Regions from separate parts of the Lactuca sativa genome. Here region 2 is linked to region 1. A link is a contact called in public Hi-C data. All regions are on one chromosome and are shown on one strand. The core of a region is the stretch at or near the end of the contact, and the rest is flanking DNA. Distances in the headings are between cores, read along the strand shown.

Region 1 (5,986 bases), core at 3,101-5,600:
GATAAAATAATGTGGGAAAAACTGTATCACAACTGTATCCAAACATAACAAGAAACTGAATCAACTCCCAGGACAAAAACTGAAGTTGTGGTGTGTGCGATGCCATCATCCCGAGCTCATCCCTTTGCTTGCGGAAGTACCTGAAACCAAAACTGAAACTGTAAGCACGAAGCTTAGTGAGCTCCCCCAAACTACCACATACCATACAATACATATAAAGCACATACTGGGCCTTGCCCACTGCATCGGACCGAAGTCCGGAACTGACTGCATCGGACCGAAGTCCGGAACTGACTGCATCGGACCGAAGTCTGGAACTGACTGGGACCTTGTCCCCTGCATCGGACCGAAGTCCGGAACTGACTGATCATAGCATAGCATAACACATATCAACTAACCTAGACACATATACTGCATACTGCATCGGACTGAAGTCCGAAACATATAACACACAAACATGCTTGAATCACATAGACATCAAGCATACTGAACTACTGCTTCGGACTAAAGTCCGGAACTACTACTAACTAAATGGGCCGGCATTGTGGCCGTAGACCCGTTCCTACTGGAAGGAAACTCACCTCGTGAACTGGCTGCTGTGTGTATGGCTCTGGAAGCTAACTGCTGCTGCTCCGGTATCTCCCCGGCTACAAATCCATAAACACACTCAATCAAAAGCTAATCACTGCACTGGGGTAAAATGACTCTTTTACCCTAGGTTAAAGTCAACTCTCCCGGTCAAAGTCAACCTACAGTTGACCTGACTCGCCGAGTTGGACCGCCAACTCGCCGAGTCTCTAGTCTCACTTCTCAACCCTACTCGTGGCTACTCGTCGAGTATGGCGTCGACTCGACGAGTACCCTCTCGATTCAAGAACTCAAACAATCTGCATCCGACTCGCCGAGTCATATGAACAACTCGACGAGTTGTTCTTGAGCTATGAAGATTGCCTTGAACTCGCCGAGTTGTATGAACAACTCGTCGAGTCCCTCCATTACTGAGCCTGCCCTCCAACTCACTAAGTCCACTCTACTACTCACAGGATCCCACTCGACATCACTAAAAAGGGGGAAAAACCGGGACTCGCGACTTGACTCGCCGAGTCACATCCATGCAGCTACTCTAAACTCGATTCTGCTTGAATCCAGCGTCTAAAACTTATAGATCTGGGCTTCCTTAGTTCGATTAACACGTAAAGATTCTATCTTTACGTGCCCATAAGCATCTATGGAGATAATAAGGCTCAAAAAGCATGATAGGCTAGATCTAGGGTTCTCATGCAAAGCAACTTCCAAAAAGGCAATAGATCCGGGCTCTACAACTCCTAAATGAACACATCTACGGATATCTCGACCTATTAAGGCATCCATACAACTATATGGTTGGAAAATGCATCAAACTAGCCCTAGAAATGATCTAATGGAGGTTTTAAGCATAAAACAGGAGGATTCCGAGAAATACCTCAAAGAACTCTGATTTTGACCTTGGATCTTTGCTCTACACCACTTCTTCTTGTTCCTTTCTTCTTCTTCTTCAAGCCTTCAAGAATCCACACAAAAACACTTAGATCAAACAAGGGATGGATTAGGGTTTCTCACAGCTCTCTGAGGGCGAAGGAGGCGAGTTTGGGGCACATAACATTGTTTAAATAGTGAGCAACCCGGGGATTTAGGGTTTCTTCCTGGCAGGCAGACTCGCCGAGTCCCGAATATGGACTCGTCGAGTCGCCGACTAACACGTGCACGAAAACTCGACCCTACTCGACGAGCCAGGCTATGGACTCGCCGAGTCCCTCAATAAAACTTCTAAATAAATGCCACGGGAACAACATACCAGAGATGGGGCATTACAAATATGATGATTTATTTATTTTATTTAAACAAAACAATATATGATGAATATTAAAAATAAACGATTAGAATCCATGTTGATACCACTTGCATTATCTCATAATCGTATAAAGGATACATATTTCAAGTACGAGTGTCCAAAATATTTGAAAATCGAAAATCTGAACATAAAAACCTAAAAATTGTACTGGTTTTCAAGTTAACCGAACCGATATTTTTGAATTTTTCGGTTTGGTTAACCGAACAGACAAAATCTTCGGTTTTTCGGTTCGGTTACGATTCATGCGTTTTGCTGCGGATGGTTAACCGAAAAACCAAAATTATTTTCTATTTTTTTTAAATATTATTTATGTTTAGACGTTTAAGTTAATATCAAATTATTTCGTATAATTTTCAATTACAATGAATAATTGTCATATTATTTATATTTTCCATTAAACAAATAATTGTCGATCATTAACATTTGTTATAAATATACATAATTTACATTTCATCACCATTTCACATAAATAACTAAATATTTGACTATCTTTTATCTATTAATTAAAAATATATTTTTTTTATTAGTTGATATCATTTTTCATATTCCACGGATATTTGATAATTCATTCAAATCTCTTTATTAATAGAAACAACAATATAATTAAACAAAATATATGGATTATTCATTGCAAGTCATTCCTTTTTAGGAAATTTCTTATGGGGTTTGATAATCTTAACATATTTTTGTTAGTTAGTAGAGATTAATTGGTTAACCAGATAACCGAACCGAAAAAATCGGTTAACCGAATGCTGATTAACCTGATTTTTTTTTTTTAGGTTTAGGTTCAAGAAATTGACAAACCGATAGTCTTGGTTAACCTTCCGAAATATGTTTTCGGTTTGGTTGACCATCCATGAACACCCCTAATTTCAAGTTAGGGGTGAGCATAGATAGTGGGTACCCGCTTTTGGAACCAAAATCGCTTCGGGACTGTCAGTTCTGGAACCGAAAATCGAGGTCACGGGTTTCGATTCTGGTTACTAAAAGTTGGAACCGCCAAGGACTAGTTCCAATTATGATTTTTATTTTTTAGGAACCGTTACCCGCCGGGTAACCATCAGAACCGGTTCCGAAATATTAAAATTTAAAAATAGTTAATACTTAAATGAATTGGTCGTAACAATGTTTGTCACTAAGACATTTGTTAGGATTATCTAATTGGATCTTAGAGGTAACATGCTAATAAATCGTATTTGCATTTTTTTTTTCTTTCAAAATAAATAGTGTTAATTTGAATACTTGACTGGAAAACAATTTGAACACACATAAGCTCATCCGTATTTTAAGTTGATTACCATCTCATCTCATACACTAAAATAACAAAAAATGGCAATATATATAACATGTGAAATAGCTAATTTTTAATGTTAGTACATTAGGACTCTTCACAAAACATCATTTCAAAGTCTAGTTTTGTTTACATAATGAACTCACCTTGGTTATATACATCAAAGTGAATGATTAGCAGTTCATGTTATTATGACATTAAAATCCAATTTTGGAAAAATTGAAAGAGAAATTCACAGATGCGAATGTTTATGATTTTAATGCACAAATTGTATATTAAAAATTTGTAAGTTCGTAGATGACCATGCAAAAAAAAAAAAAAAAAAACCGAAGAACACATGTATCGTAGATAAGTAGAGAGAAAATCGCAAATGTTTGTATGTAATATGTGATAAAATTACCATTTTTTATACATGAATTAAAATCGCAGTCAAGGTAATGAAAACGTTGACGCCTAGCTCTCACCTGTAATTTCATTAGTTAAAACTGAAAAAATCTTAAATTTTTAGTTATTTAGAAAAAAAAAAATAAGAAAAATAACTATTTTTACCTCTATCCAAGGTTCTAAAAAGCTCGTCATGGCTCCGCCATGGCGCGCCACGACTCCGCCATGGCGCGCCACGACTCCAAGGCTTACACCTGCCGCCAAGCTTTGCCAAAACGCCGCCTTAACTCATATATGTGTATAAAAATGAATAATAGTTGAAAATACATATAAAAGTATTAATTATATAGAAAATTTCCGGCTTAAGTCACGCCTTACAAACGTCGTGACTCGCCAAGGCTCGGAAAAGCTTGAAGCTTGACATTGCCGCCAAGTCACGCCTTACGTTATTTAGAACATTGCCTCTATCTCTTAAAACACCTTACTTTGAAAGTTTAGTATTAGCCACTTTAGTTGTAGTGTATATATATATATATATATATATATATATATATATATATATATATATATATATATATATATATATATATATATATATATATATATAATTTTTATTTTGTGTGCGATAAGCCGATAACAAACACTTATTTCTTCAAATATAATAGGGTCCAGTCAATAAATATTTAAAGTCAAAAGGTCTCTTCCTTGGGTCAAACCATCCAAGGGCAAAATAATTTAATGTCATTTTCGTAAATAATCCAGAAATCACGGGTGCACATATATCAAAAATATTCAGGACATCGTCACATCTGTTTCTCACTCCTCCCCTTTTTGCTCTCTCTTCGTCTTCTTCTCGACAACAGGAAACATCTAGCCCAGAAGAACGCTCAGATCTGTGACCACAAAAGCTTCGCGAAAACCTAATCCAGGGTACAATATTTGTAAGTAATATTTCCTGCTTCATCGTTATTATAAATGTACTTGCTTTTCGTACGCTTTTGATACATGAGTACACTGTTAGCTCCTGTATGGACCTGAAGTCGACGCTTGCTCGAGATCTATGACTTTCGAAGTTCGCAAATAGTTGAATTTTGAAATTAACTGTTCCTTGGTCATAGATTGGGGTACATTTGTGCATTATTGAGGTTTTAGAGAGGTCAATTGGTTTAATTAGAGTATGTGTTTTTTGATGATATTAGATCTTAATTCTTGGACGATTGTTTAGTTTTTGTGTATTGAAGATAGGTTTGAGTGGAAATGAACTTTTTGATATATTATCATTTTTTTTCTCTGTATATGCAGTGTCATATATAGATTCGGGTACGTACATTTGTGTATTATCGAAGTTTTAGGAAGACGAAATTGCTAAGTGAGTTACGTTTTTTTTTTTTTTTTTTTAAACGATTTTTCGTTTTTTGTGTAGTGGAGGTAAGTTTGAGTGGAAATCAACCTTTTTATTTCGTATCATATTTTCTCCGTAAATACAGTATTTTAACAATTTTTTAATATACGCAAATTGATGTCCTTCAAATTGTGAGTGTTTTGAAAATAGAGTTCCTTTTGTGACCAATTGTAGTTACTGTAGTTATAGATTGAACAATGCAAATCATGATGGATTAGTAGATATGCTGCATCCTGCATATGCATATTATTCGTTTTGCAGATTATGCTGCACTTGTGTATCTAGTGTGTTCTACACAAATGTCCAATAGATTTACCATATCCCAAATTCCTACAATAGAACTTATGTTGGCTTATCCATATAATTAGAGTATGCAACAATCCAGAATGAATACCATGCAGACTTCTAGTCAGCCACTCTTATGTAAAGTGGTTGGTGATGATTCTGTTGGGAATCTCTCTAACTGAACATTTATGTTTCTCCTACTTTTTATTCTATCAACAATAGTTGACCCGTTTAAGTATCCCAACCATGTTTTAGCAAATTGCAGCTAATAAGTTTGCCATTTTTCACATTGGCATTTCATACAACGTTTGATTGCTAACTGTTGATGCAGGCTAGGTAGATTGGGGTGATACGAAATGGCAGAGGTGGATGTTCAAAATCCTCTTCTTGGTGATACAACCTGCGGTTCGTTACTGCATCAGTTGCAGGTGAAATATGATTTCACATGCTCGTTTTCCATTTTTGTTGTTAAAGAAATTTGTTTTTTTTTTCACTTTCACAGTTTCACTCACATAATCTCAGCTAGAATGAAGTGACTAATAATGTTTATGGGAAGGTTAACTTTTTGTGGGCACTAAACTGACTATTGAGTGATAATTTCTATATTAATGCAGAAAATTTGGGATGAGGTTGGTGAAAGCGACGAGGAAAGGGATAAGATGCTTCTTCAGCTAGAACAAGAGTGCTTGGATGTGTACAAGAGGAAAGTTGACCAGGCTGCAAAGTCAAGGGC
Region 2 (5,458 bases), core at 768-3,267, 150 kb before region 1:
TCTATCAGTAAAGCCACCATGTCCTGGAATACTGCCACCGAAATCCTAGAAAGTTGAAAACATGTTAATAATTAATAGATGCAAAAGTTGTGGTTTTAAGCATAACAATCATGACACACCTTGATATTAAAGGCCCTCTTAAACCCACTTGCGAAAAACCCTCCAAATGGTGCAATAACCGATGCAAACAAACCAAGGCATAAAGCGTGCCACTGCACTGGTAAAACTGATATCTCTTTCCATGGCAACTGCGTGCGTGCAATGTTTTACAACAAGTTAGGTGTTGTTTCTTGCTCTTAATGGGCCTAATGAGTTAACAACTTAATCTGGACAGCTATCTATACATTGCTGCGACTTAATGAAAAAAAGAACCCTTATACTTTCAGGTGCATGCTAAAAATTGACTTACCCCACTGGGTAACTCAAATATTTCTGGTGTAAAGATAGGACCAGGATCACATTGCAGCCAACTTGTGGATAAATCCTACATAGAAGACTCTTTGTAAAATTACATTTTCTGGTTAATTGTGGAAAAATGAGGTATTTGAACATACCCTTCTTGGGCATGTAAACCACTGGAAGCGACCCAAAACGTTTGCAAGCTACATATATAAAAGATTAGTTAATATGTTTAATTAGAAGATTAGAGTAATGACTTCAGACCCCTTGAAGTGCACTTCTTTCTTAACTAGTGATAAAACAAAAATAAACCGGGAAATATTCTTTTAGCTTTGAAAATAAGCTAACCATAAATGCTGAAATAACTGTTGTGACTGATGCTCCTAAAAAGCCCTCCCATGTCTTCTTTGGAGAAAGCTTGATAAGGGGCGTCTTCCCAAAGAAAAAACCAAAGAAATATGCAGCGACATCATTAATTGCAATAAGTGATGCTGGCAGGAGAAACCTTCAACATTTAATAAAATTTTGATGACTTCAAGAGATGATAAATCATTGTGACATTGCCTCTTGAACAATACTCATATAATACTACAATATAATCATAATAAATGAATGAGAATGATTTGGGGGAACTGGGACTACCAGAATATCCCTTCAAAGATATTTGCAGCAGTGAAGGACGATTGTGTGAATACTACTATCAATATCATGTGTGTCCATGCATACTGACTAAACTGATATTTGTACATCTTCGCCTTTAGTGTAAGAATGAACCACATGAACCCTGTATCAAATAGGACCTTTGTAAGAAAAAGCTTCCAAGAATAATTCTGATTTATATGTTATCAAAAACAACTTAAGGAAAAGACATAAAATGCACCTGTGATGTACAAGAAATAACAGATAACCATCTGATACTTCATAAAACTGGTTGCAAGATTGTAGAAGAATTTTTCAGGAGTTACAGCATGCATTATCTGTTGGCTGAGAATGCGACCATACACGAACAACATTGCAGTGAAGAAGAAATGCCTGTAAAACCATGTTTCCATTTACTCGTTACTCATAATATACATATATATGTTATCATCAATATTGCAACAATTAATATATAATTAAGGAGATCAGTTGTAAACAAACAAAACGGGTTCTTACCAGTTGAGAAGTCTGAAGCCTGGAAGACGCCTATCTTCATGAGCTCTTCTAAGTAAATTGAAGAGCTCACTTGCCATTAAGATTTGTATGACAACAATCATGCCCCAGAGATAAAGATGACCTAAATACACAACCAATATGAAGCCCACAAGCATCCACACCGAAGAATATGTTCGGATCCACATTGATCTGTATTTGTTTTGGTCATTCACGAGCAAATCACTTCCATTTACCTTCATGACATCTGGAAAAGCCTATAAAAATACGGAAACATTCTATCATTAATTGCATCCGGGTTAGTAAATAAGGTAAAAGTTTGTAACCAAATTAGGATCTTTATAAGAATTGAGGTACTAGACTTGGACATCCTACCAACCTCAGTTGATTTTCTCCTATTCCGAGCTCGGGCATTTGAAGCTGATCTAGGGCTTTGAAGATCTCTCTCCATTATTCTAAAATTCATTTTGGAAGGCTGGAATAAAATCTATGTGCACCTAAAGAAGCCAAGCAAGCGTACAAGAAAAATGTTATGTTATTAAGATTCATTAAGGATGTTCAAACATGCTACATATAAAGGCAAGTAAAATCAACACGATGTCTTATCAAGGAATTGGATTGAAGTGTTTAACAAATTAAGGTGTAACTTTTAGTTTAAAATTTGTCAAAAGGAAATGTTGCAAATATGATCAAACATCACAAAATGGAATTCCTAGTAGTTTTCATTAGTGAGAAGGAGCAGCAAATAGAATTTTTTTTAGAGTGAGAATCTAAGTTAAAAGACTTTCTCCCCCCTACACCATTAATTAATGGCTTAATGCCGAAAGGATCACCTAGCTAACTTGCTTCTAGAATGTTCTGACGTACATATTTAGCAAAGACGATGATCATGGATTTCAAATCCAGGTCCTGGAGCGAGGCATTTATTGATGTTTTTGATTATCGGACATAATCCACCGATTGGATGCCATCAACCTCACACAATGAATTCAGGTACGTTGGATAATATATAACCCGTGAATCGTGATCCATCATGCAAATTTGAATTCGTTTGTTGATCTAACTCGAATTTTTAAATAAAAAGTGATATTGCCGATTCAGAATTGCTTCAAATTCATAAGAAAACGAGATGAATGGCAGTACATAAGCATGCAATTGAGGGAAAACAAGAATCCGATATAAAACTTATCAATGAGAGAGAGAGAGAGAGAGATCTTACGTGCATTAATTTGATTTCTAGATTTCTAGTAATGATATGATGAATATCTGTAGGTATAGATTCCTCTTGGTTCATGGATATCGGAATATCTGATCACCGAAAAGGCATTGGTAATTAAATTCTCTTTGAAGAACGAATTGAAGGTGACGAGCATGCGAATCAACCCTCCCCGCTTCATTCCCTGCTGGAAGGCGTTGAAATGATTCAAAACAACATATTCTTTTGTTTAAGGTCGTGTGTTTTTGTTTGGGTAAATTACAAATTTTGTCCCTTCACTTTGAGATCACGAGCAGTTTGGTCCCTTGAAAATAATAAAAATGAAACGGAACAATTTTTTTTCCCGATGTCATGAAACATTTATTTGACTACTAGATCAAGTCTTTGGTACACCATAACCGAAGTCATGAACCAAACCTTTTATTTATTTATTTATTTATTTATTTTTATTTTTTTTATTTTTTATATGGTAAGTTTTTGTTTGTGATGATAAGATTTGTGACATGTTATTGACTCTTTAAAAATGTATGTTTTTGAGTTTTTTTAAGACCGTTTTATATAAGGACGAAGCCATAATTTATTTTCAGAGAGGTCCTTATAAATTAATTGGATATATATATATATATATATATATATATATATATATATATATATATATATATATATATATATATAAAAGCAAAAAAAGAAAAAAAGATTTTTTGAGATTTTTGAGGGTGAACCTGGGCCTACCCTGGCCCATAGGTAGCTCTGCCCTTGGCTTTATAGGCCGTTCACGTTAATGAATTGTTACTTATCTTTCAAGCATTACAGGTTACTTTTACAATAATTAATTACTACATCAAAGTAATGCAACTCATCATTTCAAAATGGTCTTCATACATCAACAATTACTTTATACTCCCTCCGTTCCAATATTATTGTCCATAGACAAAAAACACACAAATTAAAAAAAACATTAATTACTACTAACTTTATATAATAAAATGACAGTTTTGTCCTTACTTTGCATTTAATGTTCCATTAAATGCTTAGTTGATTAAATAATAATGAGATGGTATTTTGGTAAAAATGTTATTTATTTTTAGAAGTTGACTATTATTTTGGGACAAACCAAAAATGAAAGATGAACTATAATTTTGGGACGGAGGGAGTATTTTTTAAACTATATTTTAAATATTAAAAACTAATACTTACTTAATGATAAATTAAAAATTAATATAATTATAAATACCCGTTTTAAAAATTAAATATAAAATAACAAAATAATAAACTTTTTCCGATCTTTTGATTTTGTAACAGTATTTAAATTGGACACCAGCAATTTTGAATCTTATATTCACTACTACAAATTAAAAAAAACATATAATCTAATAAAACATTTTAACTAAATCTCTCTACCTAATGTTAGGAGTGTCCATCGGTTTAAATCCAATGAATTTTGATGGAACCGATCCAATCCAACCAACCATTGGATGTTGGATTTTGTCAATAGATCTAATCCAAATTGTTATATGCAACCAAACCAACCTAATTGAATATTGTATTGGACTGGTTTTATCCATTGAATATATTTGATTGGTTATGTATTGTCCAATATATTCTTATCTATTTTCTATCCAATAACAACTTACTATAATTATAGTAATTAAAATTAAATCGCACATAATTGCGCTAAATAAGACTAACAAACGACACTTCAAATCTTCAACTTCACCGACTAAGGTTCAAACATGCAAAATCATTAAGAAAATTGATTATATTTGTAAATTTTTATAATAGTAATTAGATAATAATATTTGATTAATATTAGGTTTGGTTGAGTTATCCATTAGATTTTCAAAGTGATCCAATAACCAATCCAATCCAATTGGATTTTGAAATTTCATAATTTATCAGATCCAACTGTAACTGAATATTCAATCCAGTCGATCAGTTTGAATTGGACCGGTTAAGTTATGCACACCCTACCTAACGTGTTGTCGTGTCACTAAGATCACAAATGGTTCAACATGTTGTGCAATGAACTCGTGTCAATTTATCTTTTGTATGCGTCAAAACGAGGTAGGTTAGATTGAATAAAAACATACTAAATGAATTTTCGGCTGGAAAAAGATAGGGGCAACTTTCATTGAACGTGAGCATCTTATCAACATGTCGATTTTCATACTTGATATTAAACAATCCAATAATCAGTATTATGAACTAATCATGAATTATTTAGAATAGACAAATAATATTTATGATTAAATATCTAAATGTTTTCACAAACAACCAACGATTAATACATATGATTAAACGTTGATATGTCGCAAGATAATAAATCCAATTATTATTAATATTGTTACCAAGATTCATCCAGAAATCAGAATGATCCTTCTCGATCAGATCTAATTATAAAAAATGAGTAAAAGCAGATTGACATGTTGTTGGACGAAATTAAAGACGAAACAATAATTAAAACTGACATGTTTGAAGTTGATCTTGATTGAAGAAAACTGCAGGGATCAGACTCCTGTCTTTAAAGGTTTTTACTTCGCTTCTAGGGCTATAAGAAACAGAGTAAAACCTCAGGATTTAGGTGCTGTTTGTTTTTCCAGAAAACCACTTTTGACCACTTCTTGCTACGCCGCGCAGCACACGCGCAACACTAGGCCTCTCGCAGCTGTTTGTTTTTTGAAAGACTTCTAA

The links. Hi-C and Micro-C count contacts between places; a contact is called where the count stands out from the background.
Region 2: a contact with region 1 is called in a Hi-C map of seed, with 5 times the contacts expected there. The contact joins the promoter of LOC111899622 here to the promoter of LOC111899609 in region 1. A contact is called at or near these places in 2 of 4 Hi-C or Micro-C datasets (leaf and seed).

The regions. Positions count from the first base shown.
Region 1 is chr5:6,263,680-6,269,665 of Lsat_Salinas_v11, reverse strand. LOC111899609 (65-kDa microtubule-associated protein 1) reads left to right here and starts at 4,350. Exons shown (of 10, transcript XM_023895444.3): 1 at 4,350-4,507; 2 at 5,585-5,681; 3 at 5,868-5,986. The coding sequence starts at 5,610.
Region 2 is chr5:6,409,618-6,415,075 of Lsat_Salinas_v11, reverse strand. It overlaps LOC111899622 (phosphatidate cytidylyltransferase 1), which reads right to left and starts at 2,017. Exons shown (of 11, transcript XM_023895463.3): 1 at 1,931-2,017; 2 at 1,555-1,808; 3 at 1,280-1,431; 4 at 1,042-1,183; 5 at 748-904; 6 at 555-602; 7 at 402-484; 8 at 120-252; 9 at 1-45. The coding sequence starts at 2,017.